Linked DNA regions of Pan troglodytes: region 1 is linked to region 2. The links are chromatin contacts, called in public Hi-C maps. All regions are on one chromosome and are shown on one strand. The core of a region is the stretch at or near the end of the contact, and the rest is flanking DNA. Distances in the headings are between cores, read along the strand shown.

What was found. Hi-C and Micro-C count contacts between places; a contact is called where the count stands out from the background.
Region 1: a Hi-C map of stem cell-derived neural progenitor cells shows a contact between it and region 2, with 3 times the contacts expected there. The contact joins the enhancer-like site here to the promoter of IER5 in region 2. A contact is called at or near these places in 1 of 7 Hi-C or Micro-C datasets (stem cell-derived neural progenitor cells) and 1 of 1 datasets of contacts at active chromatin or transcription factors (stem cell-derived excitatory neurons).

What each region holds. Positions count from the first base shown.
Region 1 is chr1:68,250,699-68,256,188 of NHGRI_mPanTro3-v2.0_pri, forward strand. XPR1 (xenotropic and polytropic retrovirus receptor 1) reads right to left here. Exons shown (of 15, transcript XM_524986.9): 14 at 4,273-4,494; 15 at 1-553. The coding sequence ends at 493. Among named protein-coding and RNA genes, the nearest start is that of KIAA1614, 30 kb to the left of the region's middle. Within about 2 kb of position 2,558, at least 7 of the 24 cell types and tissues checked have an H3K27ac peak or open chromatin away from gene starts, as enhancers often do. A contact at or near this core is called in stem cell-derived neural progenitor cells, where this site is marked.
Region 2 is chr1:68,044,996-68,050,450 of NHGRI_mPanTro3-v2.0_pri, forward strand. IER5 (immediate early response 5) reads right to left here and starts at 2,284. Exons shown (of 1, transcript XM_016933680.3): 1 at 129-2,284. The coding sequence starts at 2,069. The coding sequence ends at 1,086.

The DNA of each region.
Region 1 (5,490 bases), core at 1,308-3,807, 210 kb after region 2:
TGCAAGTGCGGCCAGTGCCTTTGCGCTGGGTATGAAGGAAAGAAAAAAATTCTCCACATAAACTGACAAAAAATTTAAAAACCAATGTCCGGTTTCAACCAGTCAAAACCGGGCTGAGCGGAAGCCGAGATATCTCAGTACCGTCCCATCAGAGGGTCCTTGCAATGCCTGTTCTTCATCCTGATAGGTATCTATGTCCTTGTGATTGTAAACAATCCATAAGATACTATGTTTTGTTTCTTAAAACATCCTCTGATTGGCAAATGAAGTAAATATTTGTTTTAAAAATAGAAAATTAAAATTAAACCAGAAGAAAAGAAAAGAAACACAGTGAGCTTGTTTGGAGTCCATAGGATCCGATCCGGAAGAGCTCGGAAAATGTGTTATGTGTTTTCTCCTGTTTTCGGCTGGAAAGGTACTAGAGGTTGCGTTGGTCGAGGAAAGGATTGTAGAGTAGGAAAACCAAAGACGTTAAGCTAGACTTCAGAAAATTCAAGTGTTAGCTTCATCATCTGTGTCTTCTATCAATACCTTAGTGTCACGAGCCTTGGATCTAGTGGTAACAAGGGGGACAAAAAGCACTTAGTCCATTACCCAAATATAAACACTTTCACAGTATTAGACACATTTCCAGTCTTACCATCATTAAACATACATCCTAAACAGGGGCTACCTGCTGTACCAGATGGATTATTCTAGAGTTTCCTATTCAATTTCAGATACTATTGGAAAAACACTAAGAAACTAGATCACAACCAGAGGAAGGTAACAAGAACAATGGCAGGGTATGTGCAACGCAGAAGGTAGTGATCTGGGTTTGAGTACTGACTTTGATTTTTTTTTTTTTTTTTTTTTTTGAGACAGAGTCTCGCTCTGTCGCCAGGCTGGAGTGCAGTGGCATAATCTCAGCTCACTGCAGCCTCCGTTTCCCAGGCTCAAGCAATTCTCCTGCCTCAGCCTCCTGAGTAGCTGGGATTACAGGCATGTGCCACCACGCTTGGCAAAGTTTTGTATTTTTAGTAGAGATGGGCTTTCACCATGTTGGCCAGGCTGGTCTCAAACTCCTGACCTCAGGTAATCTGCCCGTGTTGGCCTCCCAAAGTGTTAGGATTACAGGCATGAGTCACTGCACCTGGCCACCTGACTTTGATTTTATGATGCATCTATTTAACCCTTTGAGTGCCCGTTTCTATCTCTGTAAGGCAGGAATGATAACACCGATTTCACTGAATACCACTTTCACCTCATGGAGACAGTATGCATATCAAGTGAGAACATGGATGAAAAAAGCATTAAACAAACTTAAGAAACTGGCTGGTTCCTGTAATCCCAGCTCCTTGGGAGGCTGACATAAGAGGATCGCCTTAGCCCGGGAGTTTGAGACCAGTCTGGGCATCACAGTGAGACCCTGTCTTTAAAAAAAAAAAAAAAAAAGCCAGGTATGATAGTGCACACCTGTAGCCCCAGCTACTCAGGAAGCTGAGGAAGGAGGATCATTTCAGCCCAGGAGTTCAAGGCTGCAGTAAGGTATGATCACACCACTGCACTCCAGCCTAGGTGACAGACTGAGACCACGTCTCCAAAAAAAAAAAAAAAAAAAAACCAACCTCCAAAAAACAAATATAAGAAATTGTGATAAGGATGATGAGGATGAGATAAAACACCACTTGAGGCATACATGAGAAACCAAAAGAGTTAGCCAGCAGAAGAGAAGACCTAAGGAGAGGCATAACAGTTATTTCTCTTCAAAGAGTTGACAACATACAATGCAGAAGAGGGAGGAGACTCATTATAAGTTATGTGAGAGAGCCCAAATAGGATCAAATTGTTAAAGTTACAGTGAAATTACAGTGAAGCACATTTCAGCCCAACATAAACCATTTACCACTATAAATACCAACAATAAAATCAGGTGGCTGAGTGTGGTGGCTCTTGCCTGTAATCCCAGCACTTTGGGAGGCCAAGGAGGGAAGACTTCTTGAGGCTAGGAGTTTGAGACTAGCCTGGGCAACATAGTAAGACCCTGTCTCTATAAAAAATAAAAAATTAGCTGGGCAGAGGGGTGCAGGCGTGTAGTGCCAACTACTTGGGGGGCTGAGGTGGGAGGAGTGCTTGAACCCAGGAGGTTGAAGCTGCAGTGAGTCATGATCGTGCTGCTGCATTGAGCCAACCTGGGCAACGGAGCGAGATACTGTTTCAAACAAACAAACAAACAAAAAAACCACACACATTAAGGATATGCTAAAGGTTGCATGAGTGATAAAGTCAGTACTGAAACTCAGATCTTATTTTGGATTCCCTGCACTCTCCGCTGTACACCAACTGTTCCATTCCTAATGTCTTACTCTTGGTGCAATCTGGTTTCCCAGAGTTTCTCCGTTAAACACCTGACATGGAACAGAATAATCTATTGCCAAAGAGCCCCTTGTTTAAGCAGAAATAGTATATGTTTAGATTGCCCTCTGCTGGTAACTAACAAGGATAATTAGACTTCAAAATCAGGAGCTCAATGAGGTCACCAATCACACTCAGCATTTTCTTCCAGCCCTTTGTGGCACTTATCTCACTGACCCACTCAGTGCTCCCCTGCCCCAGCTTCTTCAAACTCTGCTTCCTTGGGATCACAGCACCTACCATGCTTTGTTTTGATGCTCTTCCTATTACCTCCCTGACTATTCCTGCCTCTTTTGTTTATTTTCTTTTTTTCTCTGGTCTGTGTTTGTTCCCTGGCTACTATGGTTGAGCCAGGGATTAAGACTCAGTTCCCTGCTCTCTGCTTTTCTCTGCCTTCTTCAGAGAACTTCCAAATCTCTATTTAAAGTTCAGCAGGTTCTACTCTACTCCTCTATATCCAATGAGTTACTGATACTACCTCCTGTTTCTTACTTCCTTCAAAACATCTCCTTATGTTCCTTCTGGTCCAACAGTAAGCATCCTGATCTGAATTTTCACTGCCCCATACATTGAAGTACTGCATAGCTTTTCATCTGGCTTTCTGGCCTTGAGTTTTCCCTTGCCTAATATATCTTACACAGTGCTATTAAAACTTCCTAGGATACTACTTTCACAATGTCATTCTTCTACAGAAAAATTCTCTGTGACTCGTGGCTGGGTGCGGTGGCTCATGCCTGTAATGCCAGCACTTTGGGAGGCCAATGTGGGCGGATCACGAGGTCAGGAGATCGAGACCATCCTGGCTAACATGGTGAAACCCCATCTCTACCAAAAACACAAAAAATTAGCTGCGTGTGGTAGCGGACGCCTGTAGTCCCAGCTACACGGGAGGCTGAGGCAGGAGAATGGCGTGAACCCAGGAGGTGCAGCTTGCAGTGAGTGGAGACTGCACCACTGCACTCCAGCCTGGGCAACAGAGCGAGACTCCATCTCAAAAAAAAAAAATTATCTGTGACTCATTCCTGCCTACAAGATCAAGTTTGCATTTTCAGCCTTTTACAATCATACTTCATCTATTCAGCAAAATTATTCTTACTACAATTCTAGTCACATGGTTTTTCTTTCTGCACTTCATTTCTACCTTTATGTTCTTTACTGTGTCTCTAGTCTATTCACTCCCTTATCCTTTAGAAAACCGTTCATCTTCAACCTAAGCCTCCTTCATTCCAATCTACTGTGCTATCTATTGTCTCTAAATTTCATATGCAGTCACCATATACTGTACATTTATGGTAACTTTTAGCAACATACGTAGTCAATGACTGATAAAAATATTGTTGTAGGTATTTAATAAGAAGATAAAAATAGTAATAGTTTATTCTTAGTAGGCTCTTTCTGTGAGGGAACTGGTCCAAGTTCTATGTAATAATGAATATAATCCACTTAACCGCCCTATAAGCAAGAACCATATTAATTTCAATTTACAGATGAGGGGCAGAAAACAGAAATTAAGTCATTTGGTCAAGGCATAGATGGCAGGATTCCTAAAGTTTATAACATAAAAATTATTTGTATACACAACACACAGAAGAGTCAAGTATTAATAAATCACTCTCCAACAACCTTTTCCTCCAGACAGTGGATCTTTAGTGCCAAATTACTAGGTTATGCATTGATGACATTTACTCTATGTGCTCATTTAGACAGTCATAGGCTGTATCATATGGAATTGCTGCTTATTACTGTTTTTTTGTAGGTGAAAAATGGCTGAGTATTGGCAATTTCATTTGGTTCAACCTGATAGCTTTTTAGCTTACATGCTACCCAATGCTAAAACTCAAAGGAAATATGCCTCACAGAAGTAGAAGCCATACATACTGAGAAGCGAGGCGAGGCCGGCGCAGGGATATGCTCTGGTTGTACTTCCATGACCGATTCTTCTGGCGGTTTCGTACCCCATCATCCTGGTCCATCATCTGTTCTAGGAGAGTCTGATCATCTGCGTTCAGGGGGGCCACAGAGATGTCCCGCACAGCACGGAATTCACCACAGTTATTCAGATGTTCATTCTCCAGGCGGAAGAAGTTCCACACAAATCGCCTTAGCAAAATGGGGTAGATCAAAGTACTCATGAAATTGTAACATACTTCTGCTACCTGTAAACCTCCCAGGGTATCAAGTTTCCACTCATGGAAACAAAAACAAAGAATTAAGGGCTTGAATATTAAAATAGGGAAAGATGGTGTTGTGGGGAGGTGGTGGTGGGGGGGTAAGGGAAACAAGACTAGACTACGAAAAAGGGAGGGACTTATGGAATGCAGTTTTAGAGTGCTCATTCTTTCAACTTATTTGAAAAATATTTACTGAATGTCTGCCATAAGGCAGTAAAGGCACAGAATGACTCAAAGCCTTTTTGCCCTTATGGGGTGTAATTTCTAGTGGTGGAGACAGACAATGAGCAAGTAAACAATCAATCGGCTAATGATAAGTACTGTGAAGAAAATAAAGCAGGACAAGGGAATAGAGTATGCCATCATTAAGACTGGTTAGGGAAAGCTTCTTTGAAGACATGGCAGCTATTGAAAACCTGACTGATACAAAGAAGCAAGTCATGTAAAAATCCTGGAGGAAAGCATCCCAGGCAGAGGAAAATGGCAAGTATAAAAAGGCAAGTTGGAAACAACAGCAAGGTCAGTGGGGGCTAAGAATAAGTGAGGTTAAAATAGCAGGAGATAATGATGGAGGGGTGGAAGAGGGCCCACCCACAGAGGGCCTTATAACCCATAGTTTAAATTTTAGGTCTAATGGAGAACAATGAGAGAACAACAGGAGAATAAAGTGATTTGTTTGAAAAAGGTCCTGCTGAATGGTGAAGAGATCAAAGGGAGACAAGAACAGCTGAAAACAGACCAATTAGAAGGGCTGTTGCAGCAGTCCAGAAAAGAGATGATGGTGACTTAAAGGTGGTAATAACAGAAGTGATGAGAAGCAGACAGACAAAGGATTTATTTATAAAGATGGAGCTGACAGGACTTACTGACATGCGATGTGAGTCGTCTTAGGGTTTTTGGTCTAAGGGAAAGGTGACACCATTTA
Region 2 (5,455 bases), core at 1,034-3,533:
AAACAATGTCCTCAGTCTGCGAATGACTGATACTAAGAACCACACCTTCAATTTTCTAGCTCAGGCCCTGGTTTCCCTCCTCCCACTTCCCTCCCAACCCAGGCAGGTTATTACAGACAAGCAGGCAGTTACGTTGCTTCAAAATATTTAATACGTGTTAGACACGTAGAAGTTACATTTTTATACAAAAATCAATACAACGAAGGAGAAAATACTGTACAAAAACCTTATCAGCTCCCCCAACCTTTATACAACAAAGACTGGAGTCACCATATCTACAAAACCATAAGGTCTTTCCACTTCGGGCTTCTGTCTGTAAACTCTCATTTAACACTTTTTAAAAGCACTGTGTAGTACTTCTGACCTAGAGCTTTTAAAAATATATCTTTTCTCTATAAACTCCATTATTTCCAAGCTTGAACTCTTCTGTGAAGTTCGTCAAGCTTTTTCTCCCCTGCGGGGAAGCAAAGGACCGTTAATACGCCCCTTTCCTAGAGTAATCACAGGATATAAACGTTTCTTCATTGGGAGAGAAAGGTGGGGAGGGACAGAAGGAATCCAAGTCTGTGCTCTTGGCTAAATCCCTCTCGTCTTAGGAAATCCTGTGCGGAAACGCCACTCCTGGCCCTGAAGCGGGTCTAGCTTTCCGGTGAGGGGTGGGTGTAAAGTCCCTCCCTCCCCGGAGAACGAATGGGGAACTCCCCGACCCAAACCTTTTAGCCGCTTCCTTCTCCACGCAGCCGGCAGAGGAAAGTCCCTGTCTGCCCCCAATCTCTTAAACCCTGGGGAAGGAGTGGTGCATTCCAGAAGAGCAAAATAGTCTTAATGCCACAAGACAAACTTACATACACAGACATACACAAACACAAAAGTTAACGATCGTCCTCTTCCAATGAGCCTCAAGCTCCCAGGTCTCCAGATAAGCCAGATGCGCCCGGGGGCAGTTTGCGATGCCCAGAGGCAACCAGTCTGCCCAACGCGCTCAGCGCCCGCGGTCTCTGGGCGTCCTCGCAGCCGGGAAGGGCCTGGCCCTCACTTCGGGGACGCCCGCTGCTCCACCTCCTCCCCGCAGGGGGGCCAAGGGCTCAGAAAGCCACGATGGCTGTGCTCCAGGGGTTCATGTCTCTCAGCACCGGCTTATCGCAGCAGATCTGCCCGGGCTCGGCGGCTTCCGGACCGCTCTCCTCTCCCTCCTCTTCCTCCCTGCCGCCCCCGGGGCTTTTCCGTAGGAGTCCCGAGAAACTGGAACCGAAGATGCTGATGAGGTTAGCCACGTTCCCGGTCTCCATCTCCTCCGCGTCGTCGTCCTCTCCTCCACTCGGCGGCTGCTCTAAGTTCCGGCGGGGCTTCTTGAGCGGGGTCGAGCCGGGCGCCGGGCAGCCCGCTGGGCCGCCGCCCACCCCCGCCGCGCAGCGCTTCCTGGGGCACACCGCGGGCGGCGCGGGGGGCTCGTCCTCGGCTGGTCGCGGCGCGCAGCAGCAGGCAGCGCGGGGGGTCGCGGCCGGTGTACCCGGCGGGTCCTCCCCGCCTAGGGGGCAGCCGCAGGGGCGGCGCGCGGCACGAGATACCTCAGGAAAGACGCCCCAGCCTCCGGCGGTACCCTCGGCTTCTCTGGCTGCCGCCTGGCGCGGCCCCTCCACGCGGCTCCAAGCAGCTTCCGTCGCGTCCGCCTCTCCGCCCTGAAAAACGTCCCCGACTCCAGTCACCGTGGCCACCGGCACCTCGTCCCCTACCCGCGGCGCGTCTGAGACGGAGGAGCGCTCCGGCTGCGGCTCGGTCTCCGGCCAAGAGGCACGAGCGGCGGGCGGGGGCGGCTCTCCCCAGCCGGCGGGTGGCCCGGCCGCCGGCTCCCCGGGCTGCTGCTGCGGTGGCGGTGCCGGGGTCCCAGCGGGACCGGCCAGGTAGAGGCCGGGGCACGGGTCGCTCAGGTAGACTTGGCGGGCGCTGCGCAGCACCAGCGAGACCAGGAGGTTCTTATGCAGCTTGATGCCGCCGCGCTGGACCCGCGAGTTGTAGATCTTGCCCAGAGAGATGCTGACGATGCGGTGAGCCTCCAGCTTGAACTCCATCCTGCTTCCCCTGCACAGGGCCGTCGGCGCCGGGGTGACACGTTTGGAAATTGGGAGGGAACGGGAGGCGCAAACAAGTCCGCCCCCTGGGCACACCCTCGATCACCTAAGACTCCGAAGAGAAACGACTCTGGTGACGCGCGCGCAGATCTACTAACCTCTCCACACAAGACAACTTCCCCGTTTCGGGTCCGGTCGCTAAACAGGGCAGCCCGGCAGCCTCGCGTCTTATATAGGCTCCTCGACCGCCAATCACGAAGGGCCGCCAACCGTTCCGGGGCTGGCCGGCGCGCCCTCGTGCGCCGCGCACGGCCAATCGGAGCCCGAGGAGGGGCGCCAGGGCCCGTTCGAACGTTAGTCCCGCGGAGCAGGCTCTTAAAGGGGGCGACGGCTTGCGGCCGCAGACCAGGCCCGTGGGGAGTGAATGTTGGGGACGGTGCTCGAGAGCGCTACCGTTTGGAGTTACAGATTCTGGCTTGTGCGATGGCTTGCCGGAACCAAAGCGAACAAAATATTCGAACTTTCTTCCGAACACGGTGGTGGACTCTGTTCTGCCATAAAGTCCTGATCCTTCCCGGATCGACTCCGCCCTCACCAGCCACGCCACCGTTTCCAGGCCGGCCACACCTGTAAGCGACCCCCCTCAACCCTGGCAAAAATAGAGATGGTGGCCATACGCGGCGGAGGACACCCCTGGATAACAAATAGTATTACTGCAAAGTATTTGGCAATCATTATTTTTGGATGAGCCGCTTTCCCCGCTAGAGTCACATACACTCTTAGCAGCTGTCAGTTCTAACCCCAAAGGAAAGGGGGATTCCAGAAGTTTTTGGCTAGGTTTTTGGCTTCTTATCAAGGAATCGTGTCTAGATACAAAGTTATTGGTTGTCCTCTAAAGCTGGCATCTTTCACTTTGTTCTCTAGATTCTAGAACAAACCCAGTTATCAAATAAGTTAAATGGAAGATGTTACAGGTTCTCCACAATGATTTTTTTTCCTTTTTTTTTTCATTTCCATTTTTCCATTACAAGGACTGACCCAGTCCACCCTTGGAAAAATCGAGCAAGTTCTGAAAATAAAAAGAAAGAAGTCCTGTGTTCCCATGATGATGTCATAATTTCATTTCGTGTCAAGGTAAAAATATAGTGCTAGGGAGTTCCAGAATTTTCTGGTCAGTCAACAACTTAGTCCATCTACTGGTCCTTATAAGTATATCAGGACACAATTACCACGGGGTTGCCCAGGGTCCTGGACTGGAAACATGGAGTCACTTCCAGTTAGTTCCACCGAAGCTCCACCACAGACCTGCCTGAGGACTCTGGGTAAATAACCTCAGGCCGCTTCAATGTCTCCACTGCTGAAAAGGGGGAAGTCACATACACATCTGCTTTATTGTACAGACGATAAATGACAACTTCTCAGCCACAATCTGAATGAGAAAACTAAGCACTGCTTTCTTGGAGTCCATGTGGAACCCTGGGCCTGATCCTGCCCCGGGGTTGGTCAAGCAATGAATTTATTTAGGAAAAATACCAGTGAAGAGTGGGCTTGATCATGACCAATTCACAATCTCCAGAGGATGTGATGGCTCAATAGCATTACCTGTGCCCACAACTGATGGTAACTGAGACAGCAGGCTCTGAGACCCAGAGTTCCTCCCCTCTAGGAATTTTCAGCCCACGTAGAGGAAGAGATAAAATAATGACACAAATAATTACAAAACCAAATAGCATATATTGAGTAATGACGCAAGAATTTTTCTCTTCTCTTTTTCTTTGCAAGTTATTAGTCACTATAAAGCAATGGCTAAGAGCACAGGCTGAGGAGGCTGGCTTCCTAGGTTGGAATCCCAGCTTCACCTTTCACTTGCTGCATGGCCTCTGGAAAATTATTTCACTTCTCTGTGCTGCTGTCTTTTTTATTACAAAATAATCAGCCGGGTGTGGTGGCTCACGCCTGTAATCCTATCACTTTGGAAGGACAAGGTGGGCGGATCACTTGAGATCAGGAGTTCAAGACCAGCCTGGCTAATATGGTGAAACCCTGTCTCTACTAAAAAAAAAAAAGACAGTAATTAGCCTGGCATGGCGGCAGGTGCCTGTAATCCCAGCTACTCGGAAGGCTGAGGCAGGAGAATTGCTTGAACACAGGAGGCAGAGGTTGCAGTGAGCCGAGATCACACCATTGTACTCCAGCCTGGGCAACAGAGTGAGACTCTGTCTCAAAAAATACAATAAAATAAATATAAATATAATAATAATAATGCCTACCTCTTAGAGTTTTTGTGAGGGTAGAACAAGGTAGCATATGCAAAGCTCATAGAACAGCACCTGGCATATAATAAGCTATCAATGTAGGCTAGTTCTCAGAACACACTACCCCACATACTACCCTGGGGTGGGAGAAGAGGCTGGGAGAAGAAAGGAACATAGATGGGAGAAAGTTTCACCAAAGAAGTTGTATCTGAAGAGGGTGCTGAAAACCTCTGAGGTAGGATCCACAAGTTCCAAGCAGCAGGAGCAACAGAGTCCAGTGTAGGGAACATCTTACTTTGCAGTTGTGCTGGGTACATGCCCAAAAGCAAGTGGGAAAGGCTAGAAACAGAGGCCGAGGCTGCATGATAGTGGGTTGTGGGTGCCTTGATGAGGAGATAGGACCACAGGGACCTTACTAAAGGTTGTTCAGTAAGGGAAGCACAGAATAGATTCTAGAACAGTTGGTGCATAGAAGAGCACATAAAAAGCTCTTGTGGAAATTTAGGCAAAGGGTTGTGAAGACCTGAACTAGATGGAGGCAACAAGAATGAAGAAACTGGCAGGGCGTGGTGGCTCACGCCTGTAATCCCAGCACTTTGGGAGGCCGAGGTGGGTGGATCACGAGGTTAGGAGTTCAAGACCAGCCCAGCCAGCATGGTGAAACCCCGTCTTTACTAAAAATACAAAAAATTAGCCGGGCATGGTGGCACGTGCCTGTAATCCCAGCTACTTGGGAGGCTGAGGCAGGGGAATTGCTGAAACTCAGCAGGCAGAGGTTACAGTGAGCGGAGGTCGCACCACTGCACTCCAGCCTGGGTGACAGAGCGAGACTCCATCTCAAAAAAAAAAAAAAAAAAAGAGAATGAAGAAACTGAGAGACAAAAGAACTTTAGTGATGATCTGGGATGCCCCCACTCACCCATCCAGGCAGGTTATTGCTAGCGTCAGCCTCTTGCCTTCCATGAAGGCTTTCTGACCCGCCTGAGCTGAGCTTTTCCATCATCCACCACTGTACTCAGCACACTCCTTCATCACTGCCCTCATCACTTTCTCCTGTCATGCCCAGTGTCCCTCCCAGACTATGCCTTCATTGAAGGCAGGAGCCCAGCTCATATTTGTAGCCAGGATATG